2 separate regions of the Mus musculus genome follow, and region 1 is linked to region 2. The links are chromatin contacts, called in public promoter capture Hi-C maps. All regions are on one chromosome and are shown on one strand. Each heading gives the region's core, a stretch centred on a gene start, on an enhancer-like site or on the middle of the called end of the contact. The rest is flanking DNA. Distances are from core to core; before and after follow the strand shown. Region 1 has its middle 37 kb from the start of Tcf7l1. Region 2 overlaps Tcf7l1 (transcription factor 7 like 1 (T cell specific, HMG box)).

Region 1 (6,438 bases), core at 2,539-5,038, 130 kb before region 2:
AGCCCAGCCCTGATGTTGCTCTTTAGTGGTAGTTCAGTCTGGGCCTTATTTCTTCCCGGAGAGGAAAATAGGGCTGACCCACAGAGGATCTGAGTTCAAATTCTTAGACCCCACATAAAAAGCTATACACTGCTATGTGGGTAGCCTCAGTGCTGTGAGGGACAAACATGGGGGATTGTTATGGCTTGCTGGCAGCCAGTCTATCTCCAGGTTCAGTGAGAGGCCCTGTCTCTGGGAATAAGGCAGAGTGGTAGAGCAGGACACCAGATATGCTCTTCTGGCCCCCAGATACCTTTGCACACATATCCACATACATCACACATACAGGTCTCAATGAAAAGGGAATAGGGAGGTGTTGCGGCCGCCAGCAGCTCGTAACGTGAACGGTTCGACTGATATGGCTACTCAAGCTGTAAGAGAGGAATCTAGGGGGCGAAAGAAGAAACGGAGCTAAGACAAATTCATTCTGATCAAAACTCAAATTTTATTGTTGCGACACTAGTTATGAAGGAAGGGGGAGGGGACCCGATTCCCGCCGAATAATCTCTGATCCAGTAGAAAGGTGAGCACGTGTGTGGCTCCAAACAGCAAAGCGGCAGGTTCCAGCAGTGGGCGTGGCAGAACGAATGAGCAGGAAGCTCCACCCCTGAGCAAGCAGGTTTCAGGCTGGGGGAGGGGAGACTACAGGGAGGTGGGGACTTTAGCTTAGGAAAAGACATCTGCTGCCACTGTCAAGCCTGTCAGAGCCCCCAGCCTCCCATGGCTTTATAATCTTTCTGGTCAGTTTCTTAATCGAGGGCCCACCTTTCAAGAGAAGTCGTGTTGACCAATTAAAAAATCTTTTTTAGGCAGGGCATGGTAACACACAGCTTTAATTCCAGCACTTGGGAGAGAGAGGCAGGCAGATCTCTTAAGTTCAAGGTCAGCCTGGTCTATGTAGTGAGTTCCATAACAGGTTATGTAGAAAGATCTTGTTAAAATTAAGTAAATAAGTAAACAAATAAATAAACCAAAAAATGAGAAAAAAACAACAACAAAAATCTTTTCAGAAAATGGAAACACTCATCTGTCATCCCAGCACACCTGTCATGCCAGCACACCTGTCAGTCAGTCATCCTAGCACACCTGTCAGTCATCCTAGCACACCTGACAGTCATCCCAGCACACCTGTCAGTCATCCTAGCACACCTGTCATCCCAGCACACTTATCAGTCATCCCAGCACACCTGACATCCCAGCACACTTATCAGTCATCCCAGCACACCTGACATCCCAGCACACCTGACATCCCAGCACACCTGACATCCCAGCACACCTGACATCCCAGAGAGGGATAAGGTAAGGTGAGAGGACCATGAGTTCCAGGCCAGCCTTGACTACAGAGTGAGAACCATTCTCAAAACCCAAAAGGGGGGGAGGGGGTGGTGGTGAGAGACAAAAAAGGCTGAGCTGTGATGGCACACACCTTTAATCCCATCATGGGAGGTAGAGAACATGTGAGTCTGAGGCCAGCCTGGTCTACATAGAGTGTTCTAGGCCAGCCAAGGCTATATAATGAGGCCCAGTCTTTTTTTTTTTTTTTTTAAGATTTATTTATTTACTATATGTAAGTACACTGTAGCTGTCTTCAGACACTCCAGAAGAGGGCGTCAGATCTTGTTACAGATGGCTGTGAGCCACCATGTGGTTGCTGGGATTTGAACTCTGGACCTTCGGAAGAACAGTAGGGTGCTCTTACCCACTGAGCCATCTCACCAGCCCCCGAGGCCCAGTCTTGAAGGGGAAAAAAAAATGTGAAAAACTATCCTCTCAGGGTTTATTTCCGCATCACTTACCATGCTGTGCTCCGCTCGGCACCCTGCAGTCGCATGCCATGCCATGGGGTCTTCCCGATACACCTTTAAGGAAGGCATTGTGGTACCGTTTTACAGATGTGGAGAGTAGAGCTCAGAGGCCAGACATGACCTAAGGACAAGTGTCAAACCGATGCTTCCTCTAGAACCTCCCTGTGGATGGACTCTGGTGCTCAGGCTCAGAGCATCCCCAATGCTGTAAGTACCAGATGCCCACCAGAGAGTACCACACTAAGACTGTTAAAGCCAGGAAAAGCTCTTATAGCTGGCCGGTGACTGCACGGAGAACTTGCCCACATCCTGCAGCCCCAAGCCTTACATGCCGTGCCCTGTACATGTCTTTTACATATAAACACTATATTCTGGTTGTCACACTTCAGTTAGAAGGACACAGAACTACAAAAGCCAAAAAGCAAAGTTAGCACTTTCAGATACTTTTTATTTGGGGACTTTCCTGGAACTATGAACAGCTCGTCAGCTGTTGGAGCCTACATGCTGGGTTTTAAAGTCAGAATGGTACCTCTAACATGGTGTCAGTCACTCTATGGTCCGGGGTCCTGTTACCCATGACACCTCTTCCTTCATTAGGATCCCCACTTGCCCCTCCGCACCCCTTTCACTATTCTGATTCTGCTGACAGCCCCCATTCTCTGCTGACTGAGCCCAGTGAGAAGGGAGTGGTCACGATCCTCAGATTTGTCCCTGTCCCACGGAGAGCAGAACCAAGAGAAGAGGATAGTGACCAGGTCCTTGGGAGGGAGCCAGGGGCTTTACTGCCCAGAAGTGGCCTTTCAACTTGCCAAGTTGGGGGTAACTAAGACTGGATTTGGATCCATGAGCCCACCCCGCTTCTCTTAATGAGCCCCGCTAGGAGCTAGCTTAGCATTGTCAGTTGAGCACATATGGCTCTTGCAAAGGACTAGTACCCAGCTCCCACTTTGGGTGCCTCACAAGAGCCTGCATGCAACTCCACCTTCAGGAGATCCAACGCCTCTATGCACATCTCTACTGATACACACAACTCCACATACACACGAATAACTAACAAGGTCCTTGTTCCTGAACATCTGGCAAAAAAATAACGGTCTTTTCCCTTCCCAATGGAAAAAGCTGATTTTTTTTTTTTTTTTTTTTTTTTTTTTTTGCCTTTATTTGTGGAGTAACAGTAGAGACATCGACAGAGTTGAATCAAACCGACAACTATGGCTGCGGCAACTTCTCGCCATGTCAGACAAAGCAGTGTCTACACCTGGTTTTTAATATCACACAGGGCAAGAAGCTTTTCACAGGTTCGATTTGCAAACCAAAACGATGACAGGCAGGTCCAGCATGTTGCAAGACTACAAGTAGCTTCTTGAGAGAGATGCGGAGCTGGGAGAGGTGCGGGCTCCTGGTGTCTGGACAGAAGGCAGTGAGGAGCACGTGCCAGGGGGATGGAATGAGGGGCGGGGGGCGCTGGGAGGGGTGGTGTAGCCCTGCGGGCTGGAGGGCATGAGGCTCTGCAACTCATGAATATTCCAGACTGACTTCCAGGCCTGTGGGAGCAGAGCCTGATCCTCTACCGGGGGACACAGCTGGGGCCTCAAGCTGGTGGGATGCAAAGGACATCCAGACTGGGAGACCGCAATCCACTCTTAGCACGGTGCCTGGGCCTGGGCCTGGCAGGGGAGGGCAGCAGCTCGAGACCCCCGTAGCCCACCCAGCTACTCTTAATGAGCCCCACTAGGAGCTCCAGCTGTCAATCATCCTCCTGGCAGAGGCCAGTGAGTCCGCAGCCTTCCTCGGAGGAAGAGACTGGTACAGAAAGACGCCAGGCAGCAGATCAGGCCTGTCAGAGTAGGGGTAAGAGTCTCGGACTCGCAGGAGGCTCAGCAATCTGGTTATTTTCTCTCTGTGGCGATTCCAGGAAGCCGAAACCTGCCTCTCTCCTCAGCACGAGCTTTCCGGGAGGAAACGGGAGGAAACAGACTAGCGGCTAAGAACAGCTCCGATACAGATATCAGGAGAAGCAGAGATCCTGGCAACAGCTTGAGTTGTAGTCAGATTTGTAGGGGTGGGGACCCAGAGCAGGGAGGGGTCTCGGAAGCCACCGCAAAGCAACCTGTTAACGACCTGTTCTCTCGGCCTTTAGCCTTCTCCCTCCCCCCCCGCCCCTCCCCCCCCCATGCTGGGATGAAATCACTGATAAAGGCAACTTAAGGAAAGAGGGGCTCATTTTGGCTCTTAGTTTGAACAACTATGGTGGGAGCAGGGGTGGTGGTGAGTTGCTCAGGAGGTGTGGGGAGAGGGAAGGAGAGAGGGAGGGGGAGGGGAGGGAGAAGCTGGTGTTCTGCTTTCTCCTCTTCATTTTTCTTCAGGATGAGAACCCACAGGAGAGCACCTTCAGCTCAGAGTGGGTTTTCCCTCCTCCATTAAACTTTTCTAGAAAAACTTTCACGAGCCGGGCGGTGGTGTCGCACGCCTTTAATCCCAGCACTTGGGAGGCAGAAGCAGGCGGATTTCTGAGTTTCGCTACACAGAAAAACCCTGTCTCGGAAAAAAACAAAAAACAAAAAACAAAAAAAAAAACAAAACAAAAAAACGAGGGGGCTGGAGAGATGGCTCAGAGATTAAGAGCACTGACTGCTCTTCCAGAGGTCCTGAGTTCAAATCCCAGCAACCACATGGTGGCTCACAACCATCTCATAATGAGATCCGATGCCCTCTTCTGGGGTGTCTGAAGACAACTACAGTGTACTTACACATAATGAATGAAGAAATCTTTGGTCCAGAGCGAGCAGGGCTGGAGAGAGAAGAAAAAGTGTCTGAAGACAGCTATAGTGTATTTACATATAATAAATAAATAAATAAATAAATCTTTTAAAAAAAAACGAAACGAAAAACCTTCACAGACAAGCCCAGAATGTGTCACCTAGGTGACCAAGTCCCGGCAAGATGACAACAAAGATTGGGTATCACACCAACAACCATCTATTGCAAAGTAAGACTCTAAACCACGGGCCCAAGTGGCATGGGTTCTTGGCATCTAGAAGTCTCTGTAGGTCCTACAGCTCAGTAAAAGGGGAGTCTATGAGATGTCAACCCTCAGAGATAGGGGGTAGTGAGGGGCCACTTAAGCAAACACAGTCCTAGACCTGGACCCTATCATATCCATGCTCTCTCTTCTCTTCTCTTCTCTTCTCTTCTCTTCTCTTCTCTTCTCTTCTCTTCTCTTCTCTTCTCTTCTCTTCTCTTCTCTTCTCTTCTCTTCTCTCTCTCTCTCTCTCTCTCTTTCTCTCTCTCTCTAAGCAGGGTTTTTCTGTGTAACCCTGACTGTCCTAGAACTCACTCTGTGGGCCAAGCTGGCCTCAAACTCACAGAGACCCACCTCTGTGCTGAGATTAAAGGCATGGTTCACCACACCCCATTTTCATGACCTTCTTATCTGCAAAATTCATTCACTCCTAACTGAAGTGGACCAAGGTCTCTTCAACTGTGGGCTCAAAGCCCCATCCACCTTCATGAGATCTGGATGTGAATGGCAGCCTTCAGGATAGAATTAGCTCTCTCTTCCTATGAGCCTGTGACGTTAAACAGACAAGGTATCTTTTCCCCACTTGGCATACAATGATGAGCCTGACATAGAACTCAGCTGGGGATATGTTCCATTCAAAAATCAGGGAGATGGGTAAACGAAAGCCTTCATTCACAAAAATTATCAAATCCATCTGATTAACTATTAGAGTTCGTTGATTCCGTCTGGAAGCCTGGGACCCTCTCTGCGAGCTTTGGCTGCACCCTCGGCTTCTTGGTTCTGCCTCAGAACACTGCTTCCCGAGACTTGAGTGGCATTACATGTTCGCAGGTGAGATGCTCCCACTACCACACTTCCTTAGGGTGGAATTTGGAAGAGTCTGATAGGCCATTTTCCTCCTCCTCCATGTGTGCGTGCGAGTTAGTAACAAGCATATATGGGAGTCTGTCTGGAGAGAGAGAGAGAGAGAGAGAGAGAGAGAGAGAGAGAGAGAGAGCATGTGTGTGTGTGTCTGTCTGTCTTTCTGTGTGTGTGTGTCTGTCTGTCAAGAGAAGGTCTCATTATATAGTTTAGGCTACCCTTGAATTTTCAGCAACCCTTCTGCCTCAGCCTCCCAAATGTTGGCATCACAGAAATGAGTCAGCACACACCCCGCTTTGTTTTCTGTGTCTCCTCTCTTTCAGCCCTGGCTGGCAATGTATCTGCTCCTGTACCTGTAGTTACCTTTCTATTTTTGTGGAATGTCCACAGTGGGACAAAAGGTTTATTTGGGGCTCTAGCTACAGAAGAATGTGAATCTACATGGCGGGTAACCATGGCAGCAGGCAGCCGACATGGTGGCAGAAACATCTGGAGCTAGTGTCTTGAACCACACGCTTCAAGCAAAGTGCGAACTGGGAATGACTGAGAGTCTTTGAAACCTCCAAGTCCGGCAAGGTCATACTGTCTAAGCCTCCCCAGCCAACTAAGGACCAAGTGAGGGTCAAGTATTAAAATGACTGAGCCAGGAGCAGGGGGTGTGGTGACACATGCCCTTGTCTTTAATCCCAGCACTTAGGAGACAGAGGTAGG
Region 2 (6,278 bases), core at 2,263-4,762:
CTCTGTGGGCTCTGCCTCAGTTCCTGCTCCAGGCTCCTGCATGAGTTCCTGTCCTGACTTCCCTCAGTGATGCACTATAACCTGTAAGCCAGAAAACCCTTTCCTGCCAAGCTGCTTTTGCTCATGGTCTTTATCACGGCAGTGGAAAGCAAACCAAGACCCATCCCTCCAGCCCTGTCTGTGTGTCACTGAATATGGAACCCGAGGCCTCAGGCATCCTGAGGTGCTCAAACACAGAGCGGTTTGTCTCCAGCCTTTGATGCTATTCTATATCTCTCAGAACTGCTCCGTGATACTTGGCCTAGATGAACGGTTGGAATAAGTCTCCCCTGTGGATTTAGTCTCCATTTCTCCTTCATCCGATTTTCTACAATCTTCTGCCTTCAGGAGTATTTCTTGCTCATCAAATACTGATTGTACACTTCTTTGAGTTTGAGGCTCTTCTGAACACTGGCCACGGCAGGCACATGAGTGTCCTGGGAAGGCTGCGTGGACCCTCTGTGACTCATTTGCTCTCTCCAGCCTAATGCGTGGGTGTTAGCTCTCGAGATCCTAATTGCTACTGTGGAAGTCTGAGAGCAGCTTTGTGGAACCTTCATGTGTATTCCGGGGAGTGAACCCAAGCCATCCAGCTTGTGAAGCAAGTGCCTTTGCTTGCTGAGCCTTCTTGCCGGCCCACCTTTCCTGCTATTTTCTGTTCTCACTAAGGAGCATCTTCCCATAGCATACTTAGCAGAAAGCCTCAAAACTATAGGTCCTGATGACGCCTCCTCAATGCTGGCAGACGTTAGAGTGAATGCCTGCGTCCATCACCTCCTCCTTCTTTTGACTTTTAATCGTCATCTTTACCTTTGCCCGGCTGGAGAGAGCAGTCCATAGTTCAAAGTGGTGCACTGTGCTCACAGGGTCGCAGCTGTAACTTGGGGGACAATGCAGATGTCTGTGTTATCCTGGCCTGAGGACTCAGCACTGTTTCCTCCGTGCTCTTTGAAGAGCTCAAGTCCAAGCATCTGTGATCTGGCATCACGGAGGATGGAGAGACACAAAATACCATGGAGTCACAGGGACCAGAGATGAAGCCCTGACTGAGCTCAGTTTTTCTTAAAAGCCAGGCATGGTGCCACCGACTTGATCTCTGAGTTCAGGAGTGGGGAAGATGGGTAGACCAAAGGCCTGCTGCTGTACCTAGCCTTCTTGGTGAGCTGTAGGCCAGGGGGGTTAAAACCTTGTTTCAAAAAAACATCCTAGGGGGCTGGTGAGATGGCTCAGTGGATAAGAACGCCGACTACTCTTCCGAAGGTCCAGAGTTCAAATCCTAGCAACCACATGGTGGCTCACAACCATCCGTAACGAAATCTGATGTCCTCTTCTGGAGTATCTGAGGACAGCTACAGTGTACTTACATATAATAAATAAATAAATATTAAAAAAAAATCCTAGACAGCACCTGAAGATGCCCTATGGCCTCAACACCTATGTGCAAACATATACACATACATATAATATACATATACATCCTTGTGTATATGTGCATATACATCCTTGAGTGTACATGTACACTCTCAGAAACATGCACCACACACAAAACATACCAGAAAATTCGCTTTTGGAGTCTTAGCAAATTATACAACTGTTTTTTATTTTGGTTGGTTGGTTGGTTGGTTGGTTTCATTTTGTTTCATTTTTGAGACAGGCTCTCACTATGAAACTCTGGCTGTCCTGGAACTCAAGAGACCTGCTTGTCTCTGCCTCCCAATTACTGGGTTTAAAGGCATGCACCACTATGCCTGGCTTCAAATTGTAGAAGTGTCACCATCTAGATTCTAAATTGCTCTAAATTTTAGAATAATAATATTTCTGGCCATTTCCTTCAAAGTCAGTAGTTCTCCTATAGCCAGCCTTTAATTCTGGCAATTCTAGTCTTTATCCCTACTGTTTGGACTTTTTCCAGGATGACCTCTCGGGGTTCGTATCTGTGCAGTTTTGGGAGCCTTGCTTCCTTCTCTCAGGATATCTGTCCATGTGACTGCCTGGAGCTGTGCTTCTCCATCACTAAGTGGTGTTCCACATTGAGCTTGTTTATTCAATCATTCAGTCATTGAGGAATAGTTCAGCGGTTTCTAGTTTTCACGCTCATGTTAGTTTTTAATGAGGGAATATCATCTTCTCCCTGACCCCATAGGGTTTCTCTGTGTAGCCTTAACTGTCCTGGAACTCACTTTGTAGACCATGCTGGCCTCAAACTCACAGAAATCTGCCTGCCTCTGCCTCACAGAAATCTGCCTGCCTCTGCCTCCTGAACGCTGGGAACAAAGGCGTGTACCATCACCACCACCCAGTTTGTAAGTGTTTGAGCTCATTATCTGTGATAGTTAGCCTTAACTGTCAATTTGACAAAACCTAGAATCACCTAATCTGAAAGTCTCAATGAGGAATTGTCAACATTGGGTTAGCCTGTGAGTTTATTTGTGGGGGATTGTCTTAATTGGCTAATGTGAGACAGCCCAGCCCCCTGTGGGTGGCACTATTCCCTAGACTCAAGCAAACAAGCAAGCAAGCAAGCAAGTGTCCACGGATGCATTTGTTTCTCTCTGATCTTGGCTGTGGCTAGCTGTTTCAAGATTCTGTCTTGATGGGTTTTGTTTGTTTGTTTGTTTTCCTAATGGTGCATGGACTATACCCTAGAATTGTAAGCTGAATTAAATTCTGTTTTCCCTTTGATTCCCTTTTCTCCCTTTCCAAGATACATTATAGCAACAGAAATTAAACTATTTTTCTGCGAGGCAGTCACATGCAACCTAGGCTGGTCTCAAACTCCCCATGTAGCCAAGAGTAACCTTGAATTTCTCATCTTCCTGCCTCTATCCGCTGATTGTTGGGATTACAGCCCTGTACCATTATGGCTCATTTATATGTTACTAGGGCAAACTCTTATCAGCTGAGCTATAGTCTCAGCCTTGAGTTGATACCTCTATAGTTAAAAAATATATAATTAAATCATGCCATCATAAGCTGGTGTGGTGGTACAAGCCTGTATAGTCCCAGCTCCTGGGAAGGCTAAGGCAACAAGAGACAAGAGCCTGTCTTTGTTTGACAGTAGTTTGAGTCCAGCCTGGGCTACATAACAAGACTCTTATCTCGAAACAAATACCATTGAGTACCTAGAATAGGATAAAGATGCTAAAGGTGGGGCCGTCAAGGTGCAGGGTCTCAGACTGGGTTTGTCCTCTCAGCTCTAGGCATGTGGGAAGAAAGGGGAGGTAAGCAGCAGAATGTAGACACTGCCATTGTCCTACACAAAGGGGACATTGGTCGTGGAGACTCTATTCAAGGGAGCTGTGCGAGGGAAATGGGGATGAAGCTTGGGGATTTAAGTTGTTTCTGAAGGGTATTCCCAAATCCTGCTCTGGGTAATTCCCTGACTACCATTTAATCAGCTCCATTAAACCCTGCCCTGTCTAGTGCACTGTGGTCCAGACACGGCTCTCCTGGGCTCCCAGTAATAGCTCAATTGTGTGTAAGTGGCTGTGAAGAGGCTCTGTGTGCTAGATGAATAGGACTCATCTCCATGGAAACCAGCCCTGGCTGAGGGGCTGACCTTTGACCCACTTGTTGCCACCATACTGTTAACCACTGGTGCCTATTGGATTCAGAGAGAGGGCAAGGAAATGACTGTCAGAGTGGCTTTCATTTGCCTTCAGTTTAAGCCCAGGTGTGTACTAAGTAGAAATAAGACCCCAATATTAACCCAAAGCAAAGCAAAGCAAGCAAGCAAATAAACAAACATTATTTTGATTATAGATTCTTGCCCTGTCTCCATGTCCTTCAGGGCAGAACTTACCATGTGCTCAGTTGGTTACCATCATCCTCTGGGCTTTGAAGGGACACTGCAGGAAGGAGGAGGTTTCTATTCCGGTAATATAGGCCTTGTGGTATTGCCATAGGCAATGTGTCTTCTGTCCTGTGAGAGACCAAGAGGCTGCTAGGCCTTATACCTGTGATGTGCTCTACCAACCCAAGTGTTAGTCATGCGTCCTTTAGAGATGACAACAAAACATGGCTGCCTAGCAACTACTACATAGGTCAGGGCGGGATGACTTTAGCAACCCTGAGGAGAGTAATGAGCTCAGGCCCTGTGGCTGTGGGTGAACATGTGGCCCTGTGTTGCCCTGTAGCACCCTGCTCAGACTAGCAGAGCTTTCCTGACTCCATTCTTTGATCTGGGTCACGTTTGTCGTGGGCTCCTGGACAGATTCTTGGTTTTAGAAGCAGGTCTTCCCAGGTTCTTCTGTAGAGGGTCGGGGTCCTGACCGGGGTCAGAGTCCTGGTTTGGTCTCTACCACCTGATGCTCCTTTCAGTGCATCCTTTGAGACCCATATATTGTTTGTTTTATTTGCGTCAGGGTCTTGCTATGTAGGCCAAGCAGGCTGACACTTGACTTGCGCAATCCTCCTGCCTCAGCATCAAGACTGCAGGCATGTATCTTCATGCCTAACAAAACCCAGATCTTTTTTTTTCCATTTTTTATTAGGTATTTAGCTCATTTACATTTCCAATGCTATACCAAAAGTCCCCCATACCCACCCACCCACCACCACTCCCCTACCCTCCCACTCCCCCTTTTTGGCCCTGGCGTTCCCCTGTACTGGGGCATATAAAGTTTGCAAGTCCAATGGGCCTCTCTTTGCAGTGATGGCCGACTAGGCCATCTTTTGATAAATATACAGCTAGAGACAAGAGCTCCGGGGTACTGGTTAGTTCATATTGTTGTTCCACCTATAGGGTTGCAGTTCCCTTTAGTTCCTTGGGTGCTTTCTCTAGTTCCTCCATTGGGGGCCCTGTGGTCCATTCAATAGCTGACTGTGAGCATCCACTTCTGTGTTAAACCCAGATCTTTTTAGTGACTGTTTCAAAACAAAAGTAACTTGAAGATTCTGGGCCCCTTTGCTGGGGCCCCCCAGTGAGTAGGACAGGTGAGGCAAAGTCTTAAACATAAGACATTCGAGGCTGGAGGTAAGGCTCCACTGGGAGGGAACATGCTCAGCATATAGGATGCCCTAGGTTTTATTACTAATACCAAATCAGATATGGTGGCACACTGTGTAGACCCCACATTCAGGAAGTCAAACGTTTAAGGACATCCCCAGATACTTGGTAAGTTCAAGACCAGACTTGAGTAAATTAGATCTGATGTTGAAAAGGAAAGAGGGTTGTGTGTTCGCTAAGGCTCCAGGCTCAGCCCCTTGAGGAAAGTCAAAATGAAGGCTGTGACAGTTCTGCGTTTAGTCTCAGATGCCTTGTAAGTCTCCCGGCTTTCTAGGACTGCAGGATGATGTAGACAAGAAAGAAGTGAGGGATTTCAGGGACATTTGTGGTGACTGAAATGGCCAAATCCAAAGCCTGTTGACCACCACACCATCAAGGTACCAGCTTGTCCTATGCTGTGCTCTTGAGACCTTAGGGTGGTGTCTCCAGATTAGGGCGGTGTCTCCAGGTCTCTTGTTAATTCTCTCATCTCTATAGATCCAAATTAACCTGAGAGCCTGCCTCTGCCAGCTCTTGCTAAGGTGATGCTTTCTAGAGTATCTGGCCTAGTTTTCCTATCTACCCTGGGGTGTGGTCCCAGAAATGACTGTCTCAAACACTGCAGGACACCCCAAATACTACAGGAACTCCCAGACAGTTCGTCTTGCTTTGTTTTCATTTCTATCTGTGTGCCCACAACACTCAGCCGTGTCTTGGGCTCCGGGTTACCCCACTCAAAGGTCTCTATTCTAATTGTGGTTTCTGGCTGGAACTTTGGTGAACCCGAGGTCTGCAATGTGGCAGTCTATGGCTGTCACTTGCTTCACAGAAGCTTCATCTTTGTGGAGTAGCAGCCCCTTCCTTGGGCTTCAGGAAAGCCTACACCAGCATCCTCTATAAGGTCATGCACAGTAAGTGGTTCAATATGCTTTTCCATCCCCAGAAAGTGCCATTAGCAGCTCACGGTCTATTTACAGGAGGTTGGGTCCCCGGATAGCATTCCCAATGCCTGAGTTGTGGGGAGCCGGAAATACACATATATTTAACCCTGGGCTTGCAAACAGGAGAAGCTGCATCCCCTCATTCCGCAGCTGTGTAAACAGTAGGGGGCAGGGGACAAAGTTAAAGATAATGCAGAGACAAGGAGAGGGCGGGGAGGGGGTGGGGGTACCAGATTGTAAGGGGTGGGGAGGGACCAGAGCATGGGGCACAAAGGCGAGCACATAGATTCCCAGGTTTCTCACTCCTAAGA

The links. Promoter capture Hi-C pulls out the DNA fragments that hold promoters and counts their contacts.
Region 1: a promoter capture Hi-C map of embryonic stem cells shows a contact between it and region 2. The contact joins two enhancer-like sites. A contact is called at or near these places in 5 of 39 promoter capture datasets (the C10 cell line, the HPC-7 cell line, cranial neural crest and 2 more), 3 of 484 Hi-C or Micro-C datasets (the CH12 cell line, spermatogonial stem cells and undifferentiated spermatogonia) and 6 of 115 datasets of contacts at active chromatin or transcription factors (craniofacial prominence, embryonic hindbrain, embryonic stem cells and 2 more).

Annotation. Positions count from the first base shown.
Region 1 is chr6:72,822,506-72,828,943 of GRCm38.p6, reverse strand. No RefSeq gene overlaps it. Among named protein-coding and RNA genes, the nearest start is that of Tcf7l1, 37 kb to the right of the region's middle. Within about 2 kb of position 3,788, at least 40 of the 459 cell types and tissues checked have an H3K27ac peak or open chromatin away from gene starts, as enhancers often do. A contact at or near this core is called in embryonic stem cells, where this site is marked.
Region 2 is chr6:72,696,920-72,703,197 of GRCm38.p6, reverse strand. The region is part of intron 3 of Tcf7l1 (transcription factor 7 like 1 (T cell specific, HMG box)); the gene reads left to right. Among named protein-coding and RNA genes, the nearest start is that of Gm31249, 40 kb to the left of the region's middle. Within about 2 kb of position 3,512, at least 41 of the 459 cell types and tissues checked have an H3K27ac peak or open chromatin away from gene starts, as enhancers often do. A contact at or near this core is called in embryonic stem cells, where this site is marked.